Linked DNA regions of Mus musculus: region 1 is linked to region 2. Evidence: chromatin contacts called from public targeted proximity ligation data. All regions are on one chromosome and are shown on one strand. The core of a region is the stretch at or near the end of the contact, and the rest is flanking DNA. Distances in the headings are between cores, read along the strand shown.

The links.
Region 1: a contact with region 2 is called in a targeted proximity ligation map of pancreatic cancer cells. A contact is called at or near these places in 2 of 39 promoter capture datasets (both in liver) and 2 of 130 datasets of targeted methods (bone marrow-derived macrophages and pancreatic cancer cells).

Annotation. Positions count from the first base shown.
Region 1 is chr19:21,776,854-21,780,289 of GRCm38.p6, reverse strand. It overlaps Cemip2 (cell migration inducing hyaluronidase 2), which reads right to left and starts at 1,950. Exons shown (of 24, transcript NM_001033759.2): 1 at 1,504-1,950.
Region 2 is chr19:21,102,973-21,106,749 of GRCm38.p6, reverse strand. 4930554I06Rik (RIKEN cDNA 4930554I06 gene) reads right to left here and starts at 2,040. Exons shown (of 2, transcript NR_126458.1): 1 at 1,998-2,040; 2 at 1,212-1,757.

The DNA of each region.
Region 1 (3,436 bases), core at 701-3,200, 670 kb before region 2:
CACACATTAACACACACACAGAGAGATGCACACTCACCACGCCTCAGCTTACTCTCATCCACAGGCTGACAGAGAACAGGTGACGGCTCAGAGTTCTCGTCTAACCTTAACTTTCCGTTCTGTGAGGACAAAAATCAGACACAGTATGGGATAGAGTGAGCTTAAAGTCTGAGATAAATTTCCAGCCCCGACTCACCACCCTACACATAAATAAAGAATGTTATTTTAAAGGCAGAAGACACTATCACGAGCTGTCCCATGTTAACTAAATGAACAGCATGCCTGGTGCACATTTTGCTTTGCCCAGAAATGCAAACTCAAAGGGAAAGACAATAAGGGACACACCAGAGTAGGATATGGAGACCAGACCAGTGCTAATGGGTCAAGTTTTCTTAATCTTTAGGGATATATATAATTTGTTTGTATTTGGGTTTAGTGGCCATTTCCAACAGATAAGCCTGGTTGCAATGGGAATTCAGGCTTCCCTTAAGCTTTGATGAAACTCTTCTCCTGCCTCCTCTTCCTCTAAATTTTCTTTTTACTGGTAAGAGCCCTTAAGACTTCTGCAGCCCTTCAACATGTGCAACTGTGTAGCATCAGACTAGTCACCAGCACAAGGGAGTCAGTCCAACACACTGTGTGGTTCAGGAGCAGATGGAAGTTCCTAAAAGACAGGCACTCTACCTTTAACCCCAACTGCAGAAGAAAGGAGATGTGTCAAAAGTCTGTTCTCCTAACCTTCGGCGGAGAATTTAAGGGGAGTGTTTCTGCTCCACAGGGGGTCTGGTGACAAACACCAGCCCCCCAGCAGAGACCTTGGTTTTATTGCTAGAGGGCAGTAAGTAGTATTACGTGAAGCACCTCAGGGTACTCGCAGTGAGAACCCCATTCTTTGCCAGGACCTCCCAACTCTGCCAAGGAACTGTGGTGAGTGAGGTCCTGTGCTAAAAACTGGTCCCCAGCTTTAAAGATGCCCAGATTCTGAAACTGCGCCTTACCACACGGAGCAGGGTCACACCAACTCAGGGGAACAGTAGGAGACAAAGATCCACACTCCCCCCCAAACTTTACACAAGCGTGCTCTTGTAGACGCCAAGGCTCCACAATGCACATTCCATCAATCTTTCACTGCGGTCCGCGTCCCCCACGCAGCCTTTCCAGAAACTTTAGGGCTGTTCACACCGACTTTAAAAGACCCATTGTTAACCTCCCCGGGAACACAAAGTGGATGAAAAGGGGATCAAACCTCTATTCCTAAGGACCCCTTTTCATGGAAGAAGGTTGAGTCTCGGGGCGCTATGTATGGGAGAACTCCGGCGGGAAGGCGCCGGCAAAGGCGGACGCTGGAACCCACAGGATGTTGTGCTTCTCGGCAAAAAAACGCCAGCACAGGGACAGCCAGGCCTCCAGGACGCCAAGGTGCGCAAGTCGGGTCTGCGCCCTCCGGGCCCTTGGGACCGCCAAGGAGGCGGGGCTGGGCACCCGGGACTAGAGGAGCCTTACCTTCCCCTCCCCCTCCTGGCGTCGGTCTACTCAGGTGTCTACGCGATGGCCAGAGGAGCAGGAGCGGGAGCAGAGCTCCTGGAGTCCCCGCGTGCAGATCTCCTCTCCATGGCCAGGAACCCGCGTCCCGCTGCCGCTCTGAATTCAGCGGCAACCTACGCCGGAGGAGAAGCAGTCGGGGCCGGGGAGTAACGCTCCTCCCTCCGCCTTCGCGGCCACCTCCTCCAGCCAGCCCGGCTTGGCGCTCTTGGATCCTTCCCTCCCGGAGGAAGAGGAGGGGAATCGCCGTCCGGGCGGCGCGAGCCTGTGCGGCTCCGAGACAATAGCGGCAGGCAGGGCGCGTTCCCGAGCCGCGCAGGTCCCCGGTTCGGCGGGCGCCGCGGCTCGCTAGGGTCCCTCTAATCAGCCTCCGGCCACACAAGCGCCGGCTCGGCTGGGCCGAGAGTGCTGCGGATTGGGCAGGCGGCCCCGAGCTAGGGAGGCGGGTCAAAGGCGGGGTGGGCGGGGCCTGTTGTCAGAGGGACGAGACCTGCGGAGGCTCCGCCCACCACAAGCTGCAGACGAAGGCTCAGCGCCTCCAGCTGCCTTCAGCAGGAAGGACGCCCGCCAACACCGTCGGCGGCCAGGGTTTCCCAGCGGCTCCTTGACCTTCGGCTACAGATGACTACCTGGGAGTTCAGGAAAAGCAGCGGGCCTGAACCTGAGTCTGTGTACCTCATCATCCCAGCTGAGTCTGATACTGCTTTTTTTGTCACCTCTTGACAAAGTCGACCTGAGCCTGCACCCCTCATCACTCGAAACTGAACCTGCATCTTCTCGGGTCTAGCCAGGCTGCTGAACCCCTATTACCACCACCACCACCACCCCACACACACACACACACACCACCACCACCACCACCACCACCACCACCACCACCCACACACACACACACACCACCACCACCACCACCACCACCACCACCCCTGAGACACACACACACAGGGTTGAACTCTTTTCTCTTCCTTTATCATCCAATAGCTGAGTTCGACATCTTTTATCGCTCCGGAATGAAGCTGACTCGGCATAGCAGTATATTCCCCCAATAATATCCCGCAAGCCCCCCACCTCACTCAAAACTTTCTGAGCCTCGGGTCCTGGCGCCTCGACTGCCCCCACCTGGCCAACAAGGAAGCTGGATTCGTAGCCCTCTCAGCAGAGTCAGTGTGTTCTTGACTTCAGACCGTTGTCCAGTTCTGGTTAGGAGCTTGGAGCAGCCCCAGCATCTCACACTAAGGCCAGAATAAATATACCTAGGCCTGGTCACGCCTTCTGGCCACGCTACTCTAGAGTGGCTGAAGCTTGCAGGAGGCGGAGATGCAACACTGAAAACCAATCCTCAGCCCACCCTACTGCAGAATATACTGGCCGGGTGGCATGAGTAGCCCTGCCACCACCCGGTCCCCTGGAGGAAGTTGCTCTGGCAGAGGAAAAGCCTTTCCTGCAGCAAAGGGCGCGACCTGGCTTGGTCCGTCAGACCACGAGGTCAGGAGCTAATGACAGCTGCCAGATTGCCAAATCCGGACAGTCATCATCCTCTATTTAATTCGGAGTTGGACGTGTCGCCTCTGGGGAACTGTTTCATTGAATACTGTACAGGCAGGATTGTTCATTTTTCAGGCTCACTGTTGTTTGTCTGTCTGTTTGTTTATTTGTTTGTTTTCTCCCCCTTCCAGTAAAAATTCAACCGTGTAGCTATGATACACCAGCAGACAGAAAAAGGAATACCCTATTTCCAAGGTTTGGTTTAGGACTTGGTAGAACTGAACCAATGTTTCCAGACTGGGGCTAATAAGAATCCCCTGAGATCCTAAAAAACTTGGAAATGCCTCAACAAAGCTCTATGGACTGAGTCAGAGGAGTCTGCAAATGTAAATTTTGGCAATGCTTCTGG
Region 2 (3,777 bases), core at 791-3,290:
TGTCCACGTCCAAATATAATACCTTGTTTTTCTTTTTCCGCTGAAGAGGAAACAAAGTCCTAAGAGGCTAAATGTTGCATGGGACTTTGTTAGCCAATTCAACATCTGTTTGCATCTTTAAAAAAAAATGACTCATATCTATTCCTTATAAGTAGGGCAGGAGGGCAGCTGGAATTTCCCAGCTCACTCTGTGTCACTGCTTCCTGCTGCTCTTTGTCCTCCCAGGCATATTTTATTGGCAAAAAGAAAAAAAAAAAAAGAAAAAAAAAAAAGAAACAAACACTGTACTACCTCGGGGCAGCTGCCTGCGCTGACTCACGCCTCTTCTGTTTGTGTTGGGAAAGCTGCGGGCAAAGCAAGGACCTTCCTTTAATTACAGTGTGAATAACCAAATGCATTCTGAAACTTTGTTACTCAATAGCTCACCCAGAAGGAACACTGATGGTATCCAGCCAATCAAAGGCCATCTGCCGACTACAATCGGAGCTTGTCACTGATGGCAAGACCCAGTGGGTGGATCATCACCAAAAGAAGGAAAAACATAGTATGAGTTGTGTTTCTATCTTAAAACAAAACAAAAGAAAACAACCCCAAACTGATCAAACAAAACCCCCATTCCTCCTCACATGTCCTCAACCAAAGCTGAGCATCTATTGGCTTGATTTATTCCTGAAACTTGAAAACCTATGTACTCAATTTGGAAGGAGGAAGGCAAAGGGGGTGTGTGGGAGTGGGGACAGACAGAGACAGACAGACAGAAAAAGAGAGACAGAGAAGGGAGGGGAGAGAGAGTGGGGGAGCAGGATCTACAAAATGGTAACATTGAACACCGGAAGAAGAAGAAGAGAGGACCTTGTGAAGATCTAGTCAATTCTCCTGACTGGGGTTCTCATTTTAGGACTCAATTTAACACACTGCCCTGCTCAACCTTTATTGTTTCATTTCCTATGCAACTTGTCTTAGACAGTGGCTTTGTTCTGATGTCTTTAATACATTCCAGTGATTCTCTATGTCAAACAGAGAAGGGGTGGGGCAAAAAAAAAACAAAAAAACAAAAAAACCCCAAAACAAAAAACAAAAAAAAAACCCTCAATGGATACAATTAAACTACCTCTACATGTTCAGATTTTTAAGATCCTACTTAATTGAGCAAGCTCTGTTTTGCAAAACTTAATCTACAAGAGAAGAAATAAAAATTTAAGTCAGTAAGATTAACTTCTCAGTTCATTCGTTTACTTTTAAATGTTGTATTCTGACCCAAAGCATTTCCCCATCCCTCCTGGGTGCTTTAGAAGAAAGTAAATCAGGCGTCTAAACCCAGAAACAAACTCCCGTGGAAAACCAAACCAAATCACGATAAAAACAAGACCAAAGAGAATAACAATAACAAAACTTTCAAATAGCCAGCATGCTTCTAGTTAAGCCAGCAAGGCCTCCGGGTGGGCAGACACAGGTACCCATGGACATTGCGGGTGAAGAGGTCTTCTCTTCTCTTCCTGGTTGTGTCCTGCCCACAGTGTAACCCTAAGCAAACACCCAGCACAGGCCATGGAGAGAAGCTGAGTCAGGCCTTGGCGATGGGCCTAATATCACATTTGAAGTGGGTTTTCTTAAGCACTGGATGAGCAGATTTACCCCTGGGGGTCTTCCCTTGACCCCTAGCTGGTCTTCCTCTTGAGAGCGAGGCTAGACTGTGGCTCCAAAGTCTCCCAACTTAAGAGTCCAGCCCAAGGTGCTCCGTTGCTTGTCCTTGGGTTCTACTGATTTAAAAAACAAAGATCTTCTCAAACCTTGCTTAAAATGGAACCTTCTGGATTCTATCTCCAGACACTACCCCTGTAGCAGCCCTGTGGTGGGGCCCAGGCATCCACCCCGAAACCACAGGTTGATATTCTGGCATTTCCTGGTTTGGCTCTGATCCTTTGGGGTTGTTTACCAGCCCAGCGTGCGCGAGAGCTGCAGCCTTTCCTCAGCCCTCCCCCATGCCAGTGACTCACTCCTGGGGTGGTTACTAGTGCCACTCTGGGCATTGAGGAGACTGCCTGCTCCCTTGATGCCTGCTGGCTTTACTGTTTGTTCCCTCCTTGACTTGTCATAGGAGAGTATGTTATTGTTCCTCTTGCTCCTGCTATCAGACTACAAGGACCAGTGTGGTTTGCATCACAGAAGGGGCGTGCCCTTGGTATTTTCCTGTTCTATCTACTGTACTCAGGTTCTATTATCACGTGATGGGGCGGGGTGGTACTGTGGCCTCCAATAGAACCTTGTGACCTCAAATACCCGCAGATGGTCCCCTCACTTGTTTTCTGAGTCATGAAGGAACCATCCGTTGATACAATCCGACAGTACTCCCGTTTTCTTCCACTTCTTGCTCTATCGGAATTCTGGGCAGCTCTTTCAAAGACTAAAAGTTTGTAGCTGCCTCAGATTATATATTGGAATCCTAGTCCCACAGAGGTGGTGTTAACAGATAAAGTCTATGGAAGGAAGCTAGGATAGGAGTGTGGAGTCCACATTCATGGAATTAATGTCCTTATAATCAAGGCCCTGGAGAACTAGTGACCTCTTGCACCATGAGAGGACACAGAGGAGGAGCCATCTATGACAAAGCAGGCTTCTTTAGAAATCAGTCTGCTAAGTGAACATCCTATCTTCCAGAACTGTGAGAAACAAGAATTGTTCCCCCCCCCCCAAAGCTATCTAGTGTATGGTCTTTTATAAGACATATAACTTATCCTTCTGATGGTTCTACATATGAGGACCTCAACCACTGACATCCATCTACCCACATTCCTGGGTATCTGAGGTAGCTGGGGGTTGTTGCAGTTTGAATGTGAAATGCCTATTGCCAGCAGTTGGTAACACTGTTTTGTAAGAAGGTTATGGAGTCCTTAAGAGAGGGAGCTTCACCAAAGGAATTACATCACTAGGTGTGGGACTTGACCTTGTAAGGGAATAGTCTAGGCTCAGGAAGCCCCAAGACCACGTTCTCTGCACAGTGGAGATTTATTTGCCCCAGAGGGACAAAGGCAGAGAATAAGAGACAAAGACAGGAGATAAAGGTCAAGGAAACAGGAGAAGGGAACAAGGGAGAGGAGGCAGGGGTATGTCCTGGATTGGGTCAGAGGACTACCTCTGGCTAGAGAGGAGACAGACACACAAGCAAAGGGCAGTTTATAAATGTAAAGGGGGAAACGCTGTGTTAGAATGAGGTGTTTAATTTTAACTGTACAGGCTAAGGGGCTTTTGATTGCTGGACTTCAATACTTTGATAGAGCTTGGTGGTCAGCCTCAAGAGGAAGAAGTAGCCAAATAAGAGAATAGACCTTGGAAGCCAGCTTTTAGGGATGTAATCTAATGGCCTTTAGTAAGGCAGAGAGAATGGGGGAAAGGACAAGACCAGGCAGAGTCACGTGTACCATGCTCAGGCTGGCTACAGTCCCTTCAGACATGGTGGAGTTTGGGAGTTTTAAAGGCTTGTTTGTTTGTTTGGGTTTTGTTTTTTAGTAGCAGTTTTTAGTCTGCCTTCTAATCCCTACATACTTTTAAGCTAGAAAATATGATCAACTGATTTAGGTTTCTGCTGCCGTAGCTTCACTAATATGGCTGACTGTATCCCTTCGAACTGTATGTCAAAATAAAAAATAAAACCCATTAAAGCCCATTTTTAAGTTGCCTTTGTCCTAACCAAGGCATTTACTCACAGCAACAGGGAAAATGATGTATAATACCTAGGTTTATCCACTAAGCTTCATTGTTTCACATTCAGGCTAAACT